Linked DNA regions of Sus scrofa: region 1 is linked to region 2. The links are chromatin contacts, called in public Hi-C maps. All regions are on one chromosome and are shown on one strand. Each heading gives the region's core, a stretch centred on a gene start, on an enhancer-like site or on the middle of the called end of the contact. The rest is flanking DNA. Distances are from core to core; before and after follow the strand shown. Region 1 overlaps WDTC1 (WD and tetratricopeptide repeats 1). Region 2 overlaps SLC9A1 (solute carrier family 9 member A1).

Region 1 (3,186 bases), core at 667-3,166, 150 kb before region 2:
TTCCTTTTCTTTGGTCTTTTCTAGGGCTGCACCCACGGCATATGCAGGTTCCCAGGCTAGGGGTGCAATTAGAGCTATAGCCACTGCCTACACCATACCTCACAGCAACGCCAGATCCTCAACCCACTGAGTGAGGCCAGAGATGAAACCCGCAACCTCATGGTTCCTAGTCAGATTCATTAACCACTAAGCCACAACAGGAACTCCATGTGAGCTTTCTTGATGCTTAAGACTTCTTGACTAATGTGTCAGGTGCCTTCCCACCACCAACCTGGAGGTGGGGAGGAGACACCTGGGCCTAAGAAGCCCTAAGAGGCAGCAGGATGTCACTGCTGCCTTCCCTGGATGCACCTTGGCTCCACTAGGCCCACTCACCACTTGCGCTTCATGTAGGCTGCAGCTCGGTTCCCGTAGAGCATGGCATTGTGAGGGGCCCTCTGCACGGCCTTGCTGTAAAGCTGAATGGCCTGGGTCCACTGCTGGCAGGCAAAGGCCTCATTGGCTTGCTGTTTCACACGCTCCAGGTATGGGGGCAGCTCTACCTGGGGGCTGTGGAGGAAGCAGAGCCAAGTTAGACCAACCACGAAAGGTCAGAGCCGTCCCTCGGGAAGTCTGCAGCCCTGCCTGAAGGCCTCTCGGTTGTCTTGGTCCCTGGGATCTGCACTGTCCTCTAGAAGAAGGCACCACTCCCAACTTTGGCCTGAGTTATTGTGATAGGTAATGGTCACAGTTCCAGATGCTCTGAGACAAAGGGGGGGGGGGAGCAAAACAAAACAGAGGGGGAGAAATGAAGCTGTCCTGAACAGGTTTAAGGAATTCTTTTTTTTTTTTTTTTGTCTTTTTTTTTTTGTTGTTGTTGTTGCTATTTCTTGGGCTGCTCCCACGGCATATGGAGGTTCCCAGGCTAGGGGTTGAGTTGGAGCTGTAGCCACCGGCCTACGCCAGAGCCACAGCAACGCGGGATCCGAGCCGCGTCTGCAACCTACACCACAGCTCACGGCAACACCGGATCGTTAACCCACTGAGCAAGGGCAGGGACCGAACCCGCAACCTCATGGTTCCTAGTCGGATTCGTTAACCACTACGCCACGATGGGAACTCCCCGTTTAAGGAATTCTTAATCAAACTCCTGGCCATGAAAGTGGCTGACACCACCTGCCTCCATGCTGAGCTGAACCTTGTTGGTTACCACCCAGTCCCTGCCATGGAGCTCTCGAGAGATAATTATGTTCCTTTCAAGGGCTAGAGGGTCTGGGCACCTCTGTATCCAAATCCCAACACACAGGGCCCAGCAGCAAACAGAGGCCAGAAGAGGCTGTAGAGGGACAAGTGTAACACGGCAGGCCCATCTGGGTAGAAGGGAGCTCAGTGTTAAGAGGACCCAGCCCCTCTGAGTCTAACCCCAGCTACTGTACCAAGGACCCAGAGTTTCAGTCTGAAGATGCCTAGAGTCCTACCAGGCAGAAGTGGTATTAGGACCACGAGCCACATTCCAGAAGCCCTTTTGGCCCAGGCCTGACTCTGGGGTGTGTGCCTATGTGGGGGCCAGGAGGAAGGTTTATAGGACATGTCCCTCCCTCCAGTCTGTAGTGGGGTAGGGGAGGGTTGGGCAAATCAGGCTGGCCTCACCTGACATGTCCCCTACTCTCAGGCAGCCGGAAGCCATTGCTGTGAAGGTGCAGGCCATTGGACACACCGTTGGACACACCATTGGTAGACATCTTGCCATTCTGAACTTCTGGCAGGGGATAGGAAGAATGAAACAGCAACAATTAGGAGAAGTCCTTCATTTCTCCCCAGCAGCCCTCCGGTTTCCATCACAAGGTCTGAGGGTTCCACTGTAGGGCTATTCTCCTGGGGTAAGATCCACTCCCAGAAAGCAAGCTCTGACGGACAGGTTAGGCAAAGGCTAAAGAAAAGCCTGTGCGCCCTCTGCTGGCTGGAGAGGGACACGGCCTCAACTTGGCATTCTCCTTAGCAGACGGTGGGGATGGGTGGGTGAGGAGGTGCCTACATCAACTGCAGGACCCAGGAGGAAGTCCATGAGGCGAGATCCAGGACAAGAAAGGAAGGGCAACTACTCCAGATCCTCAAGAGCCAAGCCATGGAAAGAATTTGCTTTTCTGGAGGGAAGTGAAAAGGGCTGTGATGCGAACCCCTTTGACAGACCTCTCTGACCTAACATTACCTTCCTTCTTACTGTACAAGGTTATTTCAGAGAATCTACTCACCCCCACCCCTTGACAGCCACACCTGTGGCACAGGGTCCCCTCTGCAGCTGCGACCTGTGCCACAGCTGCAGCAACACCAGATCCTTAACCTGCTGTGCTGGGCTGGGGATCAAACCTGTGCCATTGCAGCGACCAAAGCCACTGCAGTTGGATTCTTAACACAGCAGGAATTCTAAGAACGCACTCTTTTTGGAGGATTACAACCATAGCACAAGCTAAGGGGCCGGATTTGCAGCAGAGAGAGCACACACTCACGTGCCCCAGCAGAGATGCCCTGAAGGACACCCAACAGGAGAACTTACCCCCCGAGGAGTGGCATTTTCTAGGCAAGAGGAAGGTGTATGGCCGCTGCTTGTAAGTCAGGTCAAACAAGTAGACCTAGAATGCAGGGGTCAAGAAAAGAATGGACACTGTGAGGCGAGAATGTGGCTGGACCATGAGCAAGGCCTGGGCACCTCTCAGGAACTCTTGGGTGTGGAGCAGGGAACAATCAAGTGAGGCAGGAGGGGTATGTCTACGGAGTAAACCTCAGGCAGGAAAATCTTTCCAGTTTCTGGCCCTTTGGGCAGATGGCTTGAAATACTATCACCACATGTGTAGGCTGACAAGGTCCTCAGAGGTCTCACTTCACAGATGGGAAACCAAGGCTCAGAGAAGGGAAGCAACTTGCCCAAAGTAACACTGCTGGTTACTTCCCTTGGTAAATATTATCTATTACTACTTAACATTTATCGAATTCTTACTTTGCTCCAGGATCTCTGCTAAGTGTTTCATATGACTTTTCTCATTTCATCTTAGAAACCCCACAAAAATGACTATTATCATCATCCCCTTTACAGATGAAGAAATGTAGGCTCAGAGGTTAATTAATTTACCCAGAGCCAAAAAAAAAAGAGGCATGTGGCACAGCCAGGACGTCTGGCTGGCTCCACACCACTCTGCTAGATTGTCTCCC
Region 2 (3,262 bases), core at 692-3,191:
TTAGGATCTCAGTTTCTACATCTTTAAAATGGGAACAAGAGCGCAACACAGGGAACTGGAAAGGTCCCTGAGTTGGGCAGCAGGAGGTCTAGAGTCGCCGGAGCTCTGTTGCTGTCAGTTTGACTCTCCTCCTGTCTCTGGGCCTCAGATCCCCATCTGTGAACTGAGGGGACTGGGCTGGACCATCCTGAAGAATCCCTCCAGCCCGCTGGTCATGATTTCTGTGCATTTAAATAAGCCAGGCTTGGAGTTCCCATTGTGGCTCAGTGGTTAACAAACCTGACTAGTGACCCTGAGGATGCAGGTTCGATCCCTGGCCTCTTTCAGTGGGTTAAGGATCCGGCTTTGCTGTGAGCTGTGGTGTAGGTCACAGATGCAGCTTGGATCATGCATTGCTCTGGCTGTGGTGTAGGCTGGCAGCTACAGCTCCGATTCGACCCCTGGCCTGGGAACCTTCATATGCTGCAGGTGTGGCCCTAAAAAGACAAAAGACAAAAAAAGAAAAAAAAAACAGGCTTAGCTGAGACCCCACCCCAGGTCCTTCAAAGTCCCCAAGGAAGCCCAGTCTGGGATGATATAAGTTGCTCCTCCTGACCTGACCTGTGACCTCAGGCAAGTGAGAAACACTCAGCCTGGGCCTCTGTTTCTCTTTCATCCCCTCCCTCTTTCCTGGACTCGAATCCTGCCAAGCCCTAGATGGGAAGCAGCACTGCCTTCTTGGGAGAAACAATGTAAAGAGAACCTCCTGGGACTGGACTTATTTTCTGTCCTTTAAGAGGAAAGGGGGCTGCCTCTTTCATCAAGATGATAAAATGCTTCCCTCTTCAAAAGCATTTTATCACCTTGACTTTGAAGTCACATATGCTAGTGGTTTACCAAGCCTATTTTTAATGAAGGCAGCACTGAGATAGGGGCCTCCCTGCCTGGGTTTGAAGCCAGTTTTACCACTTCTGTGAGACCTTAGAAAGTTCTTAACCTGTCAGTGTCTCAGCTTCTTCATCCGTCAAATGGGAACAATGAAGGGACCTACCGTTAGGGTCATCGTGGATACTGAACAGAACTGGCTCTGGCACGTGGAAGTGTGTGGTTCAAGTAGCTGCTGCTGCTCTTACTAGATCCTCCTCCTTCGCAGTCCTGTGAGGAGGGCAGAGCAGAGAGGGACCTCCCTTTAGCCAGGCCTGACTTCCCTGGGGTTCCAGAACACATCTGTGGTGGAGCTCCACTTGAACCCAGGCCCTCTGACCCCTGGCCCACCTGCGTGTGAGTCACTCGGCTGGATGGGCTCAGAAACCTCTGGCTGTGTCTTTGGGAAGAAGCAGGCCTTGAGGACCTGCATTTATATAAATTCAGGCTTGGGGGTTGGGAGATTGGGGACCTCAGAGTAGAGGGCCTCCCGGGCTCAGAGACCCTGGTGGTTGGTGGTGGTGCCCGGGGTGGGGGTGGAGGGGGGCGAGCTCTGAGGTCTCCCTGCCAGAGTAGCAAAACTGGAGTGCCTGACACTCACATGCTACCCCCACCCCCGCCCCCAGGGCATGACTATTCGGCCTCTGGTAGACCTGCTGGCTGTAAAGAAAAAGCAAGAAACGAAGCGCTCCATCAATGAGGAGATCCACACGCAGGTACTGGGAGGCAGGGGAGGCTCAGGGAGCGGAGGGTGGAGGGAGCAGCTAGGCCTGGAGTCCTTGCCCTCACTCAGCCCCTCCTCCCTCATCCCAGTATCCCAGTGCTGGGGTGGTCTTTCAACCTCCTGAAGTCACCAGGTCACACCACAGGGAGGTGGGATGTGAGCAGCCTAGACCCTGAGGTGGGGGTGTCATGCCATCTCTGCCTCTTCAAGACCCTCTCCCAGGCATCGGGCACCAGTGAGTTCAGAGAAGGGGGGCTCAGTCAGGCCCCATTGGCAGAAGGTTTGAGATGCCACTAGGGTTTAGCGTGAGTGAGGTCTAGGCGCCACCTCCTGGCTGCTCCTGGAACTACAGGGCTGGGCTGAGCCAACTGCGCTAGGGTGGAAGGTGGGGGGCCCTTTCTCAAGTCTCGGTAGGGGAGGAGCCTGGTGGTGAGGCTTGACCTGGCCCTGGGCCCGTTTCAGTTCCTGGACCACCTTCTGACAGGCATCGAGGACATCTGTGGCCACTATGGCCACCACCACTGGAAGGACAAGTAGGTGGCAGGCCTGGTGGGCAGGAGGGCAGGGAGGGGCAGGTAAGGGTCTCCCAGGGCCTGGGTGTCTCTCTACCTCTCAGAGCTGGCTCCATCCATCTCCCCTCTCTTCCCACCAGGCTCAACCGGTTTAATAAGAAGTACGTGAAGAAGTGTCTGATAGCTGGCGAGCGCTCCAAGGAGCCCCAGCTCATCGCTTTCTACCACAAGATGGAGATGAAGCAGGCTATCGAGCTGGTGGAAAGTGGGGGCATGGGCAAGATCCCTTCGGCCGTCTCCACCGTGTCGATGCAGTGAGTGCCAGTGGCCAACCTGTCAGCGTCTGCAGCTACACACGGACCCCTCGATGCCCACCGGGGGTGGGGGCAGTGAGCCAGGCCCCTCTGTCATCCTCCCAGAGCGGGCAGGTGGGAGAGCTGCAGGGCCACACTGAGGACCTGAGGCTTGGCCCACCCTCCCGGGCCATCCCTGGGGAACCCTTCTGGCCCAGCTCAGCAGGCTCCAGGGTCCCAGGAATTTTCCTGGGGCCCTAATCTCTGCTCCGTTATCCCAGGAACATCCACCCCAAGACCCTGCCTACCGAGCGCATCCTGCCAGCACTGTCCAAGGACAAGGAAGAGGAGATCCGCAAGATCCTGAGGAACAACTTGCAGAAGACCAGGCAGCGGGTGAGGGCCCTCCCCCCACAGCAGAGGAGCCCCTCCGCACCCCCACTCTGCTCCAGCCCCACCCCACACATGCCCAGAACCTGCCCTGCCTGACAGCTGTTCCTCCCCCAGCTACGTTCCTACAACAGACACACGCTGGTGGCAGACCCCTACGAGGAGGCCTGGAACCAGATGCTGCTCCGGAGACAGAAGGCCCGGCAACTAGAGCAGAAGGTATGTCCGGCACTGGAGCTGCTCCTGCCTTTCTCCAGGAACCTGGGCCCTTCCTCTCCCTGCACCCCCCCCACCAAGCCCTTTTGGAGACAGCCACTCCGATCTGATCTTGGGGGCCCCTCCACTTGTTTTGAAAGCTGAGCCCCAGGACAGGTTTCAGAAAGCTGCCTTCCCTACCCGCTCCCTGCTCAGTATGGAAGAGCTCCCACCCCCGCCGTATC

The links. Hi-C and Micro-C count contacts between places; a contact is called where the count stands out from the background.
Region 1: a Hi-C map of alveolar macrophages shows a contact between it and region 2, with 4 times the contacts expected there. The contact joins two enhancer-like sites. A contact is called at or near these places in 2 of 5 promoter capture datasets (fetal liver and liver), 29 of 47 Hi-C or Micro-C datasets (adipocytes, alveolar macrophages, blood and 16 more) and 2 of 2 datasets of contacts at active chromatin or transcription factors (alveolar macrophages and skeletal muscle).

Annotation. Positions count from the first base shown.
Region 1 is chr6:84,523,586-84,526,771 of Sscrofa11.1, reverse strand. It overlaps WDTC1 (WD and tetratricopeptide repeats 1), which reads right to left. Exons shown (of 15, transcript NM_001135964.1): 9 at 2,534-2,609; 10 at 1,630-1,738; 11 at 376-549. Among named protein-coding and RNA genes, the nearest start is that of TMEM222, 22 kb to the left of the region's middle. Within about 2 kb of position 1,916, at least 5 of the 83 cell types and tissues checked have an H3K27ac peak or open chromatin away from gene starts, as enhancers often do. A contact at or near this core is called in alveolar macrophages, where this site is marked.
Region 2 is chr6:84,376,785-84,380,046 of Sscrofa11.1, reverse strand. It overlaps SLC9A1 (solute carrier family 9 member A1), which reads left to right. Exons shown (of 12, transcript NM_001007103.1): 6 at 1,530-1,619; 7 at 2,090-2,160; 8 at 2,280-2,453; 9 at 2,714-2,828; 10 at 2,940-3,041. Among named protein-coding and RNA genes, the nearest start is that of SLC9A1, 48 kb to the left of the region's middle. Within about 2 kb of position 1,941, at least 7 of the 83 cell types and tissues checked have an H3K27ac peak or open chromatin away from gene starts, as enhancers often do. A contact at or near this core is called in alveolar macrophages, where this site is marked.